Regions from separate parts of the Capsicum annuum genome. Here region 2 is linked to region 1. The links are chromatin contacts, called in public Hi-C maps. All regions are on one chromosome and are shown on one strand. Each heading gives the region's core, a stretch centred on a gene start, on an enhancer-like site or on the middle of the called end of the contact. The rest is flanking DNA. Distances are from core to core; before and after follow the strand shown. Region 1 overlaps LOC107860509 (phosphate transporter PHO1 homolog 3). Region 2 holds the start of LOC107860513 (A-kinase anchor protein 7).

Region 1 (7,810 bases), core at 3,343-5,842:
GTAGTCAGACTCATCCTTTTGGAAAGAGGCAGTCAATAGTGAGATAGATTCAATCTTAAGCAACCATACATGAGAATTTGTTGACCTTCCTTCCGGAAACAAACCTTTAGGTTCTAAATGGATCTTCAAAAGGAAAATAAAGGCGGATGGTACTATTGACAAATACAAGGCAAGACTTGTAGTAAAAGGCTTCAAACAGAAGGAAGGCCTTAATTACTTTGATACATACTCGCTAGTAACAAGGATAACCTCGATTCGAATGTTAATTGCCTTGGCGGCGGTATATGATCTTCAAATCCATCAAATGGATGTGAAGACCTCATTTCTAAATGGAGATTTGGAGGAAATATACATGGAACAACCTGAGGGTTTTGTTGTTCCTGAGAAAGAAAATAAGGTGTGTAAACTTGTTAAGTCACTTTATGGACTAAAACAAGTACCTAAGCAATGGCATGCAAAGTTTGACCAAACCATGTTGGCAAACGAATTCAAAATAAATGAATGTGATAAATGTGTTTACATTAAAGACACTCCAAATCACCAAGTTATTATTTGTTTATATGTGGATGATATGTTAATCATTAGTAGAGACATTTCTAACATAAATGCAACCAAACGAATGCTCGAGAGCAAGTTTGATATGAAAGACCTTAGAGTTGCAGATGTGATCTTAGGTATAAGAATCCATCGAACTCTACAAGGTTTGGCATTGTCACAGTTTCATTATATCAAAAAAGTACTTGACAAGTTCAAGTATATGAAATTCGGTATTGCTAAAACTCCATTGGATGTGAACTTTGCACTTCGAAAGAATGAAGGTGAAAGTGACTCACAATTGGAGTACGCAAGAGTATTGGAATGTTTAATGTATATAATGAATTGTACACGACCAGACATAGCATGTACTATTAGTAAATTGAGTCGGTACACGAGTAATCCCAACAAAACTCATTGGATGACAATGAAAATAGTTTGGGGTATCTTAAATACACTCAAAATTATGCTTTGCATTATAATAAATATCCTGCGGTACTTGAAGGATATAGTGATGCAAATTGGATCACCGGATCAAACGAAGTAAAATCCACAAGTGGTATGTATTTACTATCGGTGGAGGAGCAGTTTCTTGAAAATCATCCAAACAGACTTGTATCGCTCATTCTACAATGGAATCTGAATTTATCGCATTAGATAAAGCCGGTGAAGAAGCAGAATGGCTCCAGAATTTCTTGAAAGATATTCCGTATTAGCCCAAGCCAGTGGCACCAGTATGTATACACACTGTGATAGCCAAACGACAATAGGTAGGGCGGTGAGCATGATGTATAACGGTAAATTTCGTCATATAAGACGAAGACATAATACAGTTAGAGAACTTCTCTCTAGTGAAATTATCACTGTAGACTATGTAAAGTCAAAGGATAATGTGTCGGATCCACTTACAAAAGGCCTATCTAGAGAGGTAGTAGAAAGGACATCCAAGGGAATGGGTTTAAGGCTAAGGACGAGTCAGCATGACGGTAACTCTACCTAGCAGACTGGAGATCCCAAGAGCTGGGTTCAAGGAGATTAAATAAAGTTGTGTCTGACAGGTTCAACATTGTCAGTTACCCAATCCATTCTCATGATGTAGACAATGTATAGTAAACTAGGATAAGACTTAAGGTGAAAAGTCTTTTAATGATTATCTAAATTTGGCAGATTTGACCAAATAGTTTAATCTATAGGATTGAACATTTAGAAATCACCTATGCGAGGGAGAAGTGGAAGCCGCTTCAAAGAGAATGTTAGTAAAGGCCTATTCTTTAAGCTCTCATGAAAACCGGGACGTGTTCATGTCTGAAAAGAACAAAATCGTAAGAACCATAAACAGTAAAAGACTGGTTCAAAGATATCAAATCTACCGATTGACCGAGTGCATCCGATGCATGTTCACTACGAAAAGTTCAAAGGAAAACTCACTTATCCAGATACAATCAGTCGTTGCTTGATGATCACATACTTGTCCGTAAAAGTTTTACGAAAAAATAGACATTCCCCATTCATGTGGGGGATTGTTGGGTTTATAGTATATGAATCAAGTGTGAATGGAAAAAAGAAGAGAAAAATGGTGGAAGAAAGGAGATACCAATTTAGAATGTATACTCCCAAATTGAAAAGTCCACTAATTCTCCCACATTGGTGGAAGAAGGGAACTTTGTAGTGTTTATATTAATGAACACTTACTCCACATGATAAGTGAGGCAAGAAAATAGAGATGCCTCGCGCCGTCGTCGTCGTCACTCGGCTCGGCTTCGGATTTGGATTTGGATTTGAATTTGGCAAATGATCGATGAGATCTATCTTTTTGGACAAATTTTATTTGATAATCCGAATTTACCAAACAGTAAAACGCAACAATTGTTTTGATTCTCCATTTATACATGCATGCAGTTTTTCGAAAGAGTGCAGTGCTGAAACTGAACTGATGCATTGTTTCTGCAAACAGATGCACTGTTCCGATGAACAGATGCACTGTTTTCGTAAATAGATGCACTGTTCCAGTGAACAGATACACTGTTGCAGTAAACAGATGCACCGTTCCAGCAAATTGATGCAATGTTTCGATGAAATGACACAATGTTTCACACAAACTGGTATGTACTGTTTCGGCAAAATGATGCACTGTTTTAAGTAAACAGACATGCATTTTCAGAAAAGTCAAACACCTTTGAATTAAACCAATGCCACCTTTCTGAGGAGGCATCTTGTGGCTATATAAACCTGGTTTCATCCACAGGTTTATGATATAGAAAGTATAGAAATTTTCAAATTACAAACTTCTTCTTCTTGTCTTAAAAATACTCTTAGCGTGATCATTCAAACCGTGAGTGTGTTCGAAGAATCCGCCTATTTAAGGTACCGCTATAGTCGGATTGAAGGCCATTTTATCCTGGGAGGAAGATTCCATAACCTCGGATACAGTGAGTGTAATTATTCCTTAAGGAAAGTCCGTAAATTCAAATGACTTGGCCTTAATCATTTCTGTTTCATCTTTATTTTCTGAAAAATAAATATACCTCTTGGAAAAATTATTTTGATCTTGTGTTGAGGGTATTTAATACTTTATTGCGTTCTTATTCATACTTGAACTCGAGTTGAAATTGTTGTTGCAATATGCAGATTCTGTATACCCAAATATATTGTGGAAAATAACAGGCGGACCTACGTGGTTGCCATGGAGTTTGGATGGATGCATCATTACATTTACCTTAAGCCATAAGGTCAAAGGAAATAATGTATTCAATAAAATTTTGTAGACTTTTATTCTTCAAAAGTTCTTTCAAAAAATATCTTATAGAGATAATAGGTAATTAGGCATATATAGTAAGCTCTACGATGTGACGTTCTTAATCCTGATATTTTTTTTTTCTCCTCTAACACCTTAGCAGTGACTTGTACATAAAAAAAAAAAAAAACTATGTATAAGCTACAAGTTTAGTTGCATGAAATAGAAGGTCCCCACTTATCAATTATGCTCTTAATTAGTATACTACTTTATATATGTTGTAACATTGTCATCACTTTTCTTACGTCAAACTTGTTTCTTCTGGCAAAATTTCATTGCATCTTTTTGGAGTTAATAAATCAAACGTAACTCAACTTTGAATTTTTATTTCAAAAAGTCACTTAACTTTGAACTTTTATCTCAAAAAGTTCCTCAACTTTGATCTTTACTCAGAAAGTCACTCAACTTTCACATTTTTAAATGTGGCTTTCTATGTAAAAATATGAAAGTTGAGTGACTTTTTGAGTAAAAATATGAAAGTGGAGTGACTTTCTGAGTAAAGATCACTTTCTGGGATAACAGTCCAAAGTTGAATGACTATTTGAGTTATTAACTCCATCTTTTTGCAAATTGCCACACCGTAGGGGTCTTTTGGACATACTTTTTTTCTTTCGTTTTTTCTTCAATTTTTCCTTTTTTAAAACTAATCGTTATATATCTTTTTGACTTGTCACGGTATTTAAGATTTTTTTTTTTTGAAAAAAACTTGTGGTCTAAAATAATCTATAAATATTGTTTTGGTTGCAAATTATTGTATTAAAGGTAAAGCAAAAAATTTAAATTTATTTTCTTTTTTTTTTTTTCTAATTATAATAGTAAGGTGAATGAGTATGCTATTGGAATATAAGATGAGAGAACTGAGCTTCAACATTATGACAAAGACTTCATAAAGTGGGGATGGATAGTCGAGTCACACATGGAAAAATCAAAAGAACGTGTTATAGACCAATAATATTCTACTTTTTACTTTTCCATTATCATAAATCTGTTCGTTGTTTCCCTTTCCCTCTTTTTGTGACAAGTTCAACCATAAGCCCTCGAGGACTAATTCCTCCCAATTTTCGTACATCTAAGTTTACAACTTTACATATAATTTTTTACACTGTTAGATCACTCAAGAAAAAATTACAAATATGTCTATCATAATCAGTGGCAATTGTGATATGAAAAAAGATGGCCAAATATTAATAGACAAATAATATACTTCACCTCGATCCATGTTTATGGTGGCCTACTTTATGTAAAGAAGAAAAGAACAACGCAATAAAACAAGCGCATAATTTGATTTGGCTTTGGACGTACTAATGAAACCGTATATACTATTAAAGGACTAATTCTATTCAAATCTTCTGTTCATAAAGAAAGATGATCCAATATATTTAAGATGATCAGGCGAAGCTAAAGTCTCAAATACCGATTCCGTCAAATTCGATACCTACTTTTTGCTCAAATAATGTATTTACATCAAGAATTTATTAACTTTGTATAGAGTTCAAAACTCGGTTATTAACACTTTATCGCCGTTTTAAAATTCAGAAGACATAAAATTGAAATTCTAATTCCGCTTCTGTACAAGGCGAAGACTTGCACTGAACGTACCATTCATAGGGGAGTAGAACTACAGAGCTTCTAGTTAGTAAACTAGAACTATTTTTTTCTTTTTCTAATTTTATTTGGGCCGGGGTTGACTGACATTTTTTTTGTTTTTTTTTTTTTTAATTTTCTTAGGGCGTTTATTGAAATTTCAAAAGTATAAATAACATAAAAGTAATTATACTCTCTCTCACTTTTTTAATTACTTTATTCTCTCTCCTTATTAATGTACATAACATAGCCGACATATATATAGTATTCTGTGTATATGTGGAATTTTTGTAATATGTTTAGGGAGTTGAGACTTTTTGTAATATTGAAAACATAAATTGTGTATTTGATTAATTTTTAGATTTCGAAATCACGAAAGCTGAAAATACACCAAGAAATTAGGTGTACTGATGATCTTCTTTGGAGTGTATACTCAAAAGTTTTTAGCCCACCCTCTTCTCATCTTCTTAAATTAAGAAGAAACCTCAAACCATATACAAAACTCCATTCTATAGATGAACATATACATATAGTGATATATTCTCTATGGGTGTCAAATGATAGAGTTGAACTGAATTTGAGAAAGTCAAAATGAGTTGAGTTAATAAATAGATGGGTCAATGACTTATTCAAATATGATACTTGAGCTAAAAAATGGGTCATAACGGTACCTACCCAATTCTTATTACGTTTTAGTTTCTTTGTTATTGTAAAATTTTTAACTACATAAAAAATTATTATTTTTTATTATAGCCTTATATAACATATCAAATCTAAAAAAAAAATTGTTTTTTTTACAAGGCTTTCATTAGATAAATAGGGCTGAATATCAGCCTAGTTTTTAGATGGACTGAAATGAATTCGAAAAAAATGAAATGAACTAAGAAATACGTGGGTCGTGAGCAGGTTTGGGTTGGACAAATCATATTTTTAGGGCTAATTTGCTGCCCTAATTATTCTTCTTAGTTGAGACTTGACTGCACTGTTACTAATTTAATTATCGGAGGAAATTCCAAATGCTAATTCTTCCTATAGTTCCCTAGTGAGGTGCAAATTCAGGATTTGAGCTTAATCATGTGATTATTGTAAACAAAATCAATATGATAATTATTGAATTCACAGAAAAAAATTATAATTATTTAGTAAAATTTCTAATGTATGTATACAAGATCTTAATTTTTTTTAATTTTTTTTTTTTTTTTAAACAGATATACAAGATCTTAATAAACCTCCTTAATTTACATGAAATCATAAATGTTCTAGCGTGGTTATGCTAATTTCATGCATCAAACATGAGCGTAAAAACGCAAATAATTTTTGTAAAAGATGCAATTGTATTAGGCAAGTCTTGGTAGAGAGAGGACCTATTATCAAGCACCCTTCCATTGAGACTTTTCATGAACAAGTGTTTTAATAAGACACATTCTCTTCTAGACTGTCAGAGGAGATCTGTGTCGTTGTCATTTTCTTGTTTTAAAATATGTATGGAATCCTTAATAGAGAGGTTGGATTCGACATTGTTTACATACTCTTGTCTTCGTCGTAGTTGAAAGGCAGGGGTACAGACTTGGAGGCACGATATTTACCAACGTTATTTAAGTGCTCATTTTCCAGCCTGAACAATAAAAATACTGTTAGAGAAAAGCAGTACCGTCTTCCATGTGATGTCAAATAAAACAAATGTAGCATTTAGTTTTCTTATTTCTGAGGTTACTGATTCCACTTTCAGGTATGTAATTTCTATTACACGGTACATAGAAGATAAACTCAATAGATGATGCATTGATCTGACCTGAAAAAGTTCCACATGCCACGACGAAGGATTTCCAAACAGGCAACAATTGCAATAAATGCTTTTGGGTGCAGACCTGGAAGTTCTCTTATATCTAGAACCAACTGCATCCATACTAGTCTCAGAATAATGTCAAGAACCTGCATTTACACTCGAATGATCGACAAATTAATTACACTGCAAGTGTTTTGTGACTGATTTTTGAAAGCCGTCTGAAACTTACAATGGCAACAAAGTAGACTATCTTGTGTGGCACGAGTAGCTTGTCTCTCAACCAGGGGTTTCTTGAATTCCTTCGCAATAGACCCCAATCTATGACAAGGTCCCAGTAAGTGTTTGCAACTGTAGTAATTCCTGATGTTGATGCTGCCATTACTTTCCAAAAGGTTCCTCTCTTCTGATCATATAGTGTCCTCATTACAAGAGCGATAATGGTTGATAAATATTTGAGGCTATTAAACCCTTGCATAGAATCTTTCTCTTCAAATAAGCGGCGAAGACACTGTATATCATGCAGTCATACAAAACACCATGTCAAATATTTGTCAGAATGATCTTTTTTTTTTTTTTTGCACAAATATTCTCACACCTGAAGAAACCGAGACCAAAAGGGAATAATTGCGACGAAAATGTATAAGATGGAGTAAACATGGCTATCTTGACATGTGTTTGATCTCGTTTTGAAGTTGCCCCACGCATAGTAGCAGACATAGAATTGCAAGCTCCGAATTGCCTGAACCTGAAATGCAAGACATCATTAAAGTCTTTCCTGAAAAGTAATGTAAGATTTGCACATTACACTTTCTGGATCCTCTCCTGTTATAACATAGAAGTTCCCTTTTTTTTTCAAAAATAAAAAATAAAAAAAATAGTGCCAAACCTGGCTGGTAAACTGATCTGCCAAGAAGAAATCTGGTAGAGTAACCTGCAAAATGATGTGAGACAGTTTAGTATCTATGTGAAACAGTATAGTATCTATGTACTTTCTGTGATATTAATGCGTGTGAATCTGTATATCTCTTAAAGAGCTGCTGTACCTTATAAAGGGGAGCGCATAGACAGTGCCACACACATCTTATAAAGAAGAAACGACTTGAACGATATAT
Region 2 (7,810 bases), core at 2,282-4,781, 34 kb before region 1:
AAGTGGAGAGGTTGGAAGGGAAAAGGAAAAGCAAGGAAGCAGCAGCGCTAGATCGAATGGTCAAAGAGACCGCCCTAACGATCAAACCATAATGAAATAGCCTTCAACACCTTGAAAGCTGTACCTTTTAACAAAACTTACTAGAATAAAGAATTAACACTTTGAAAGCTATACCTTTAACTTCTTGTTTACATCTTCTTCAAGAACAAGACCAGCTTCAGTGAACGCATTAATTATCCTCTCTAGAAAGGCTAAGGTATAACAAATGCAGGTATGAATTCCCTTAAAATAACAAAGAAATTAAAATAATGGCTACAGTCAGAGAAGAAGAAGCCAGAAATTGTGGATACGACAGGCATGTTCAAGTTGGGCTTCACCACCAGTTACTTTCAAAGGAGCATGTACAACATAAGCTTTTTCCGGAGAACCTCTCATGCAAGCCTGCAGGATAAGAACAAACCTGAGTTCCAGCCAAGAAAAATTGCACCTTTGTGAAATCTCATTAGAGGCAATAACCGTGGAACATCAAGCATCTAAACAGAAATTTTGACCTCTCACAACAATCGATGACTTATCTACATGATATGCAGTCTCTCTCTCCCTAATACACACGGGGCAACCAATTGGGGAATCATCCATAAAAAGAGATTGGAGTCGCATGAAAAGGAAAAGGAAATCTGTAAATATTATATAAGATTCTTTTTGCAGTACTTAATCATTTTGTTCATTTGCTTTGCCTAATTCCAAGTTGGTCAATATTGCTGCCAATGGCATGGTTGAACGCTCTAATACACATTTACCCTTTGTTTCAGAGATGAAAATTTACAGAAGTCTATTTGCTAATTCACATTTCCACTCTCTCATGTGTTAACTGATTTTTGAAATTCTTCCTTTTAACTTCTAAGCATATAAAGTTAAAGGCAGGCCTGGCCTACGTAGTAAGTAGCCCATAGTTGCATTAACTTGGATAAACACTTACCAAGCCTGTCAGTCTTATACACACAGGTCGTCCTTCCAAATCTTCAGTTACTTTTGGTGAGACACTCTGGAAAGACAACAGAAAGCGATATTTATTATGAAAAGTTAAGACAGTGAAAAATATATCATACAAAAGGAATAAAATAGCTAGCCAAGTATAAACGTTTACCTGCAGAACCTTAGCAGCAGCTTTAATTTGATCATTATTCGAAAGTTTCAGCATGAGCACAGTCAAGTGAAATGTTTTTGGATTAATAAACATGGACTTCTCGATTCCCAAATCTGTTAAGAGTGGTTAAACATTCGACAATTTTGTCAGATATTACGACATAATGAAGGAAGCAATGAGCCCCGTGATAGGTTGAAACATAGGGATAGAAATTATCATAAACATAACAAGGAAATGCAGAGATGAAGAATTTTCATCTTGATTAACTTTAGTAGTTCCAACAACTGACTTCTGAAAGTTGTTGAGCTTCTTGACCGTTTCATCATGTAACAACAACGGAAGTGATATAAAGTGAGTGTAGTCAGGATTTCCACTTTTAACTGCCTGCGTTAGAAAGAGACACAAATAAAACTTATAGGAATAACTCAAGTTTAATCCTGAAAGAGTTCCTCGATGAATACAGAAGTCGAATACAGTGACTTTCTTTCAGAAATAATGCTACTGAAAATAAATTACTGTCTGGAAACATGCTATTTATTCATTCAGTTCTTATAGAATCAATCAGAGGAATCGACAGCGAACATCCATAGCGAAGAGTCCACTGATAAAAACAGCATAAACATGAGATAATTCCTGGCTGCAAAGCCAAGCCCTATAAAAGTATATGGACCCTTTTATACTCCTTCCTTTTACTTTTACTTGTGCATTATTCTAAAAATAGGTTTTCACTTTTAACATAGCAAAGAAAAAACAATTATCATTTGTTGAGTTCAAAGTATATGAAAAGTGTGAATGGAAAATGGAGGAAACCAAGTGCAAGGAAAAATAAAGAAGAAAACACTAAAAAGGAAAGTATACTCTAAACAAATGGAAAGTCTACTAAATCTCCCACATTGGTGGGAGAATGTGACTTTCAAATGTTTATATTAAGAAACACTTATTCCACTTGGTAAGTGAGGCAAGAAATAAGAGATGTCTTGCAACGTCGTCGTCGCTCGCTCGGCTTTGGATTAGGAAAATGATCGATCGATGAGATCTATCTTTTTGGATAAAGTTTATTTGACAGAAATTTGATCCGAAAATACCAATGGGAAAAACACAACTTTTCTATGTTTTTTATCCTCCATTTATATGCATGCATGCAGTGGCTGACACTGTTTCGAAATGCTATGCAGAAACGAAGTGATGCTTCGGAAAGGATGCAATCCTTCAACAAAATGACACACTGTTTCATGAAATGATATGCCTGTTCGGAAAAGATACATTCTTTGGACGAACAAACATGATTTTCCAGAAAGGTCACACCTTTTAAGTGAACCACTGCCACCTTTACGAAAAGACATCTGATTAGACATGAATTTTCTGAAATAAAAAACTCTTTTCTTGCCTTCAAAAACATTCTGTGTGATCAATCAAATCATTGGGTGAGTTCGTTGAATCTAACAATTTGAGGTACCGCTATTGTTTGGATTGGAGGTCATTTTATCCTGCGAAGAAGAACCTCGGGTACAGTGAGGAATTATTCCTTAAGGACACTCCGTGAAATCGGGAAACTTGGCCTTAAAATTCTATTTCATCTCTTTTCTGAACATTAACACACTTCTTAGATAGATTATTCATAATCTAGTGTTGAAGGTGTAAAGAACTTCATAAGTGTTCTTGTCTTGGACTTGAACTAATGTTGAAGTTCGTGTTACTTATATACAGATTCTTGTACCCGAATATATACTAAATAACATCATTTTTATTTTTTAACCTCAACATTAATTAATTATTCACCAAATCATTTCCCAAAACCCAACACTATAGAAATATGATACATGCATATTTCGATAAACTACTCACTCATATTAGTCAGTGTTCATTTAAAGACCTGCAAAGTATAAAGTGGACAAGTAAAAGTAAACGGATAGGTAAGCAGACGGAGTATATATATGCTTTTGCTACAGTAGATCCTATTTCCTGCTGCAAATTTCTACAAAACTTAGTACAGGACTAATAAATATAACAAAATTCAGCAGAAAAGATGCAAAAGAACTTACTCCAGAAGAACTAGCCATTGTAAGAATTAAAGCTGCAGTTGTTAATTGATATAGAGAGAAGGCAACTCTTTTAACTCTCAAAACTCGAATGCTTTTTTTTTCTCTCTTCTTGACTATATAAACTTCTCTATTGATTGGCCTGAACTGGTCAACACTCAAAACCACGTTACAAGAAAATGGATTACAGGTTTCGCCCGGCGGATGATTATTTTTGTCTTTACCAATTAAAAGATATAAAAAATGAAAAAAAAAATATTTAAAATTAGAGGATTTTTTTATTTTTTTGTTGTTGGTGAAGTTAAAGAGGAGTTGACTGAGTCTCACAGCTCAAAGCATTTTGATCTGAACAAAAAAAAAAATACTACTTATTAAATTATAACTTATTCATTAATTCAATTCATTTCATAACTTCTGCATTGGATACTTCTGAATTGATGCGACATGAAAAGAAATTAATAAAATTAATTTTTTTTACCCCTATAGGATATTTATACTAAATTATATATATATATATATATATATGCTTACCCGTTAATTTATGTCATGTATACATTTAAAATCGCATATCGCATATTTATTTTAAGTAAAAATACAATTCAATATTTTTAGAGCTCATTTGTTTGCACTTAATGCAGGTTTGAATCTGAATGGTTCAGATTTCAGACCATTAAATGCATTTGATTTCATTAAGATTTTAGCTCTTAATAGGTTTGAATAGCTCTTAATCAGTCAAATTTAGAATCAAGTCTTAATAGATCTAAAGAGGTATTTTGGTGTTGAATAATATTTACCGTCACTCTATTCATAATTATCAGTCATCATCTCTGTCACCGTCATCATTGTTAACCACCACCAACCACCTCCACCATCACAACTGTCATCGACAACAAATATTGATACCAACCACTATTGTCAACCGTTACCACACCTACTACATCTATTATTCTAATTATATTTAACGTCACAACTGCCGTTAACAACAACACCATCATCAATCACTACCGGTCAATCCCTACTATCGACCAACTCATTTATCACAACTGGCACCACCGCTAACTACCGCTAATACATCATAACCTTCACACATTCTTTGTCGGCTACCACCATTGTCACTAGTAACACCACCTCCACCATCACTTCAATCACTATCATCGCTACAATTTATCTCTACTAACAACCATCTTCACCATCACCACTAACAATATCTCCAACTAGTACCAACACATTATCAACCATCATTCATTCATTTTTTAGTCATCATAATCAACACCTGCAACTACTAACATCAAGCAACGTCACATCAAAACCACCACTATCAACCGTCGTCATCATAACAGTTACTACAGTACCAACCATCACAAATATCACCACTAACATTACTAATCACTAACATCAATCATTGTCACCGCAACCACCATTATAAACCATCTCCACTATCACTAAAAAACATAAATATTTTTTTTCAATCAAATAATAATTTTGTTGTATTAAATTACATACTTTTCTGAAATATAATTAGCTTTTTATTTGAATTGTATTTTTTATTTTATTATATATACAAATAATTTTTTTTGTACGTTCAAATGTTAAAAAACAAACAGTCTTAATCATTAAGCTTTCAGATCTAGAGACAACATCTTAGTCATTCAGACATGCATTTAGATTCAAAAGTCTGAATCTTAAAAAAAAAACAAATGCACCCTTAACTCAGTTAGTTTACAAAATATATAGTGCATAGTTTAGAGATAGTGTATACATTATCTATAATCTATAATATATTAAAAGTGTGAAGACCCTTAGAAAATTGATTTGAACTTTTTGTCCTTCATTAAAAACTTTCGTAATAGACAAAATCGTCTTTTCACTTATTTTCTTCAATTAATATATCACTATATTTATAATATTTAAAATTAAGAAGTCCTAAAAATGGCTAAAAAAAATTATATGGAAAACTAATATTGGTAAGTTTTCTTTTTCTTTGTATACATCAAAAAGAGTCTTAGAAAATATGATTAAAAAAAATTATCAGAATTTCCATCAAAACAAAAAAAAAAACAATAATAATATTTAAACAACTTTATTTATTAATAATTCATATAAGGAAAAGAAATATGACTCATGCGTCATTTTTCCAATTCCCAATTTTCGACCAAAATTTGATTAAGAAAAAAAAAAAGAAATATGACTACCAAAATTTGATTGCTATGATATTAAAGGAAAAGAAAAAAGAAATATATGGGACCACCTTAATATATGGGACTCATATATAGACTTCTATATTAAGGAAATACTTTTATAAATATTGAGATGCATGTTAAACTAGAGAAGAAATCGATTTACTTATTGAGAAAATATGATTGATACTCATCTAACTTGATTCGGTTCCATGTCTAGATTGATGGATGTTTAATTTTCTAACATTCAACTTCTTCACTATTTTTGTCAACATAATAGAATTTAACACGTGTGTATATATATATCTTCTTTGTTTTCATTCAAGGCATTCTTTAGTGTCAAAATTTTCGCTCAGACAATTACTACTTTCATCAAAACTGAAGCTTTGTGATCACTATTGTATTTGTTTTACATGTCGTAGATGAATTTACAGTGGTAGATGAATGTCAGTCGGCTTTGAAATTTTTTTTTAGTTAAAGATTAAGTTTAATTGTGTTGTTTTTATATCCCTGTTTTGAGATTTTTTTTTGTGTGTGTAAAGGTAAAGTTTAGTTATATTATTTTGTTATCTCTATTGTCGTATTATTTTGTTATAATTTGTAGGCCGCTTTGAGATTTTTTTTGTGCAAAGGGTTAGACTTAATTATATTATTTGATGTCTCTATCATCATGTTGTTTTGTTGCAGTTACAGATGGTAGATGAATGTCGATTGACTTTGAGAATTTATTTTGATAAAGTTAGGTTTAATTAAATACTAAATTCTTCAAAAGGTTGAATTTAATTATTGTATTCATCTTTATTATTTAAGAAAATACCCTATTTAGTGTAATGTTCAAACTCAATAAAATGAGGTACACGCGCGAGACGCGTACACCTAAACCAGTACGAATATACATACACATACACCACCCACACAATAGTTATACAATTTTAGTGTATATACTAGTTACTAATAGCCCGTACAAGGCACGGGCCCAACAAATATTTTTAAAAAAATTTATTTTAATTATTTGATTTATAGTATTCTTAAAAAATATATAATACTTTTTTTTTTTTTAGATATTTTAAGCTATTAGCTATTGTAATTTATAATACTTCTTATGTAACTTTTAAATAATATATATCGCTCTCGTTGTCAAAACTTTTGTGGCACTGATAGTCAATTATATTTTTTAAATAATTTAAGTTTTAAAATTATTGTGATGTATAATATTTTTTCTTCTATTCCAATTTAAGTGTCACAATATTTAGATGAACATAATAATTAATTATGAGTGATATTGTAAAGTTACGTGTCTTAATGACTCATGAAAACTAATTAGAAGTGATATAACAAAATTACAATAAAACATACTTGTGATTTTTTTTTGATTAACTTATCATTTTATATTTATTTTACCTTTTTTTTTATCAAATATTATATTGACACAATGTTTAAATGATCATAATAATTAATTAGGAGTGACATAGTAAAATTACGGTTGAAGCAGCGAAACAGACATGTCTAATTAGAAGTGATATAACAAAATTACTATACAAAAATACTTGCGAAAAAAATTAAATGAGTCTCATATAAAACGTTAAGTAAATTTAACATTAATTATTATAAATGTTTTAATACTCAAATGACTTTGTAATAATTTTTTAATAATTAATTAGAGATGACATAATAAAATTACGGAGAAAGTAACTAATGAAGCAGGTAAGAGAAGCAGCTAGAGAAGCAAGCATGTTGACGGAGACTTGCCTGCTTCTCACACGAATTCCCTCTTATTATAGAGTATTTTTCTTTTTAAGTGGACCTCATATAAGTCGTCAAGTTCATTTAAAATATGAATAGTTAATTTATCATTTCATATTATTTTTTACCTTTTCTGTCAAATATTATTATTTTTTAATACTAAGATGACACATAATAATTAATTAAGAGCGATATTTAATAAAGCTACGATTGAAGCAGCTGAAGCAAACACGTCATAAATATTTTATTAAATATTATTAATTTTTTAATACATAAATAATCTATAATAATTAATTAGAGGTGATATTGTAAAATCAGAAAGCAAACAAAAAAGCAGGCAGGCAAGAGAAGCAAAGATGTTGACAAATACTACACTTGTATTTCTTTTCCTTGATGCAGATCCGCGTATGAACTGCCAGCATTGACTATATATTATGTATATTTTGGATACTGTCTAGTAATTTTCTTTTTGTTCGTAGTGTGGCTCTAGTACCAGACGTTACCATGTTTTGGGTGGGATCATCCTATATAGTTTGTCCTCTTCCTTCCTTTCTACGGTATATTATATATGCATGTTCACCTGCTTCTACCCGTATCTTTATTATTGGTGTTAATTTATTTTAGTTTATTTTTTTCCACCCGTTACTCCCTATTATAGTATTTTTTATGTATTTTCTTAAAATATATAACAGATTATTTTTTTT

The links. A called contact is a pair of places that touch in the nucleus more often than the background predicts.
Region 2: a Hi-C map of leaf shows a contact between it and region 1, with 2.7 times the contacts expected there. The contact joins the promoter of LOC107860513 here to the enhancer-like site in region 1.

The regions. Positions count from the first base shown.
Region 1 is chr2:149,990,548-149,998,357 of UCD10Xv1.1, reverse strand. LOC107860509 (phosphate transporter PHO1 homolog 3) reads right to left here. Exons shown (of 13, transcript XM_016705890.2): 8 at 7,742-7,810; 9 at 7,585-7,629; 10 at 7,294-7,443; 11 at 6,928-7,206; 12 at 6,705-6,844; 13 at 6,227-6,527. The coding sequence ends at 6,434. Among protein-coding and RNA genes, the nearest start is that of LOC107860509, 7.0 kb to the right of the region's middle. Within about 2 kb of position 4,592, at least 3 of the 5 cell types and tissues checked have an H3K27ac peak or open chromatin away from gene starts, as enhancers often do. A contact at or near this core is called in leaf, where this site is marked.
Region 2 is chr2:150,023,814-150,031,623 of UCD10Xv1.1, reverse strand. LOC107860513 (A-kinase anchor protein 7) reads right to left here and starts at 3,531. Exons shown (of 8, transcript XM_016705897.2): 1 at 3,190-3,531; 2 at 1,437-1,531; 3 at 1,148-1,260; 4 at 980-1,045; 5 at 351-441; 6 at 175-242. The coding sequence starts at 1,473.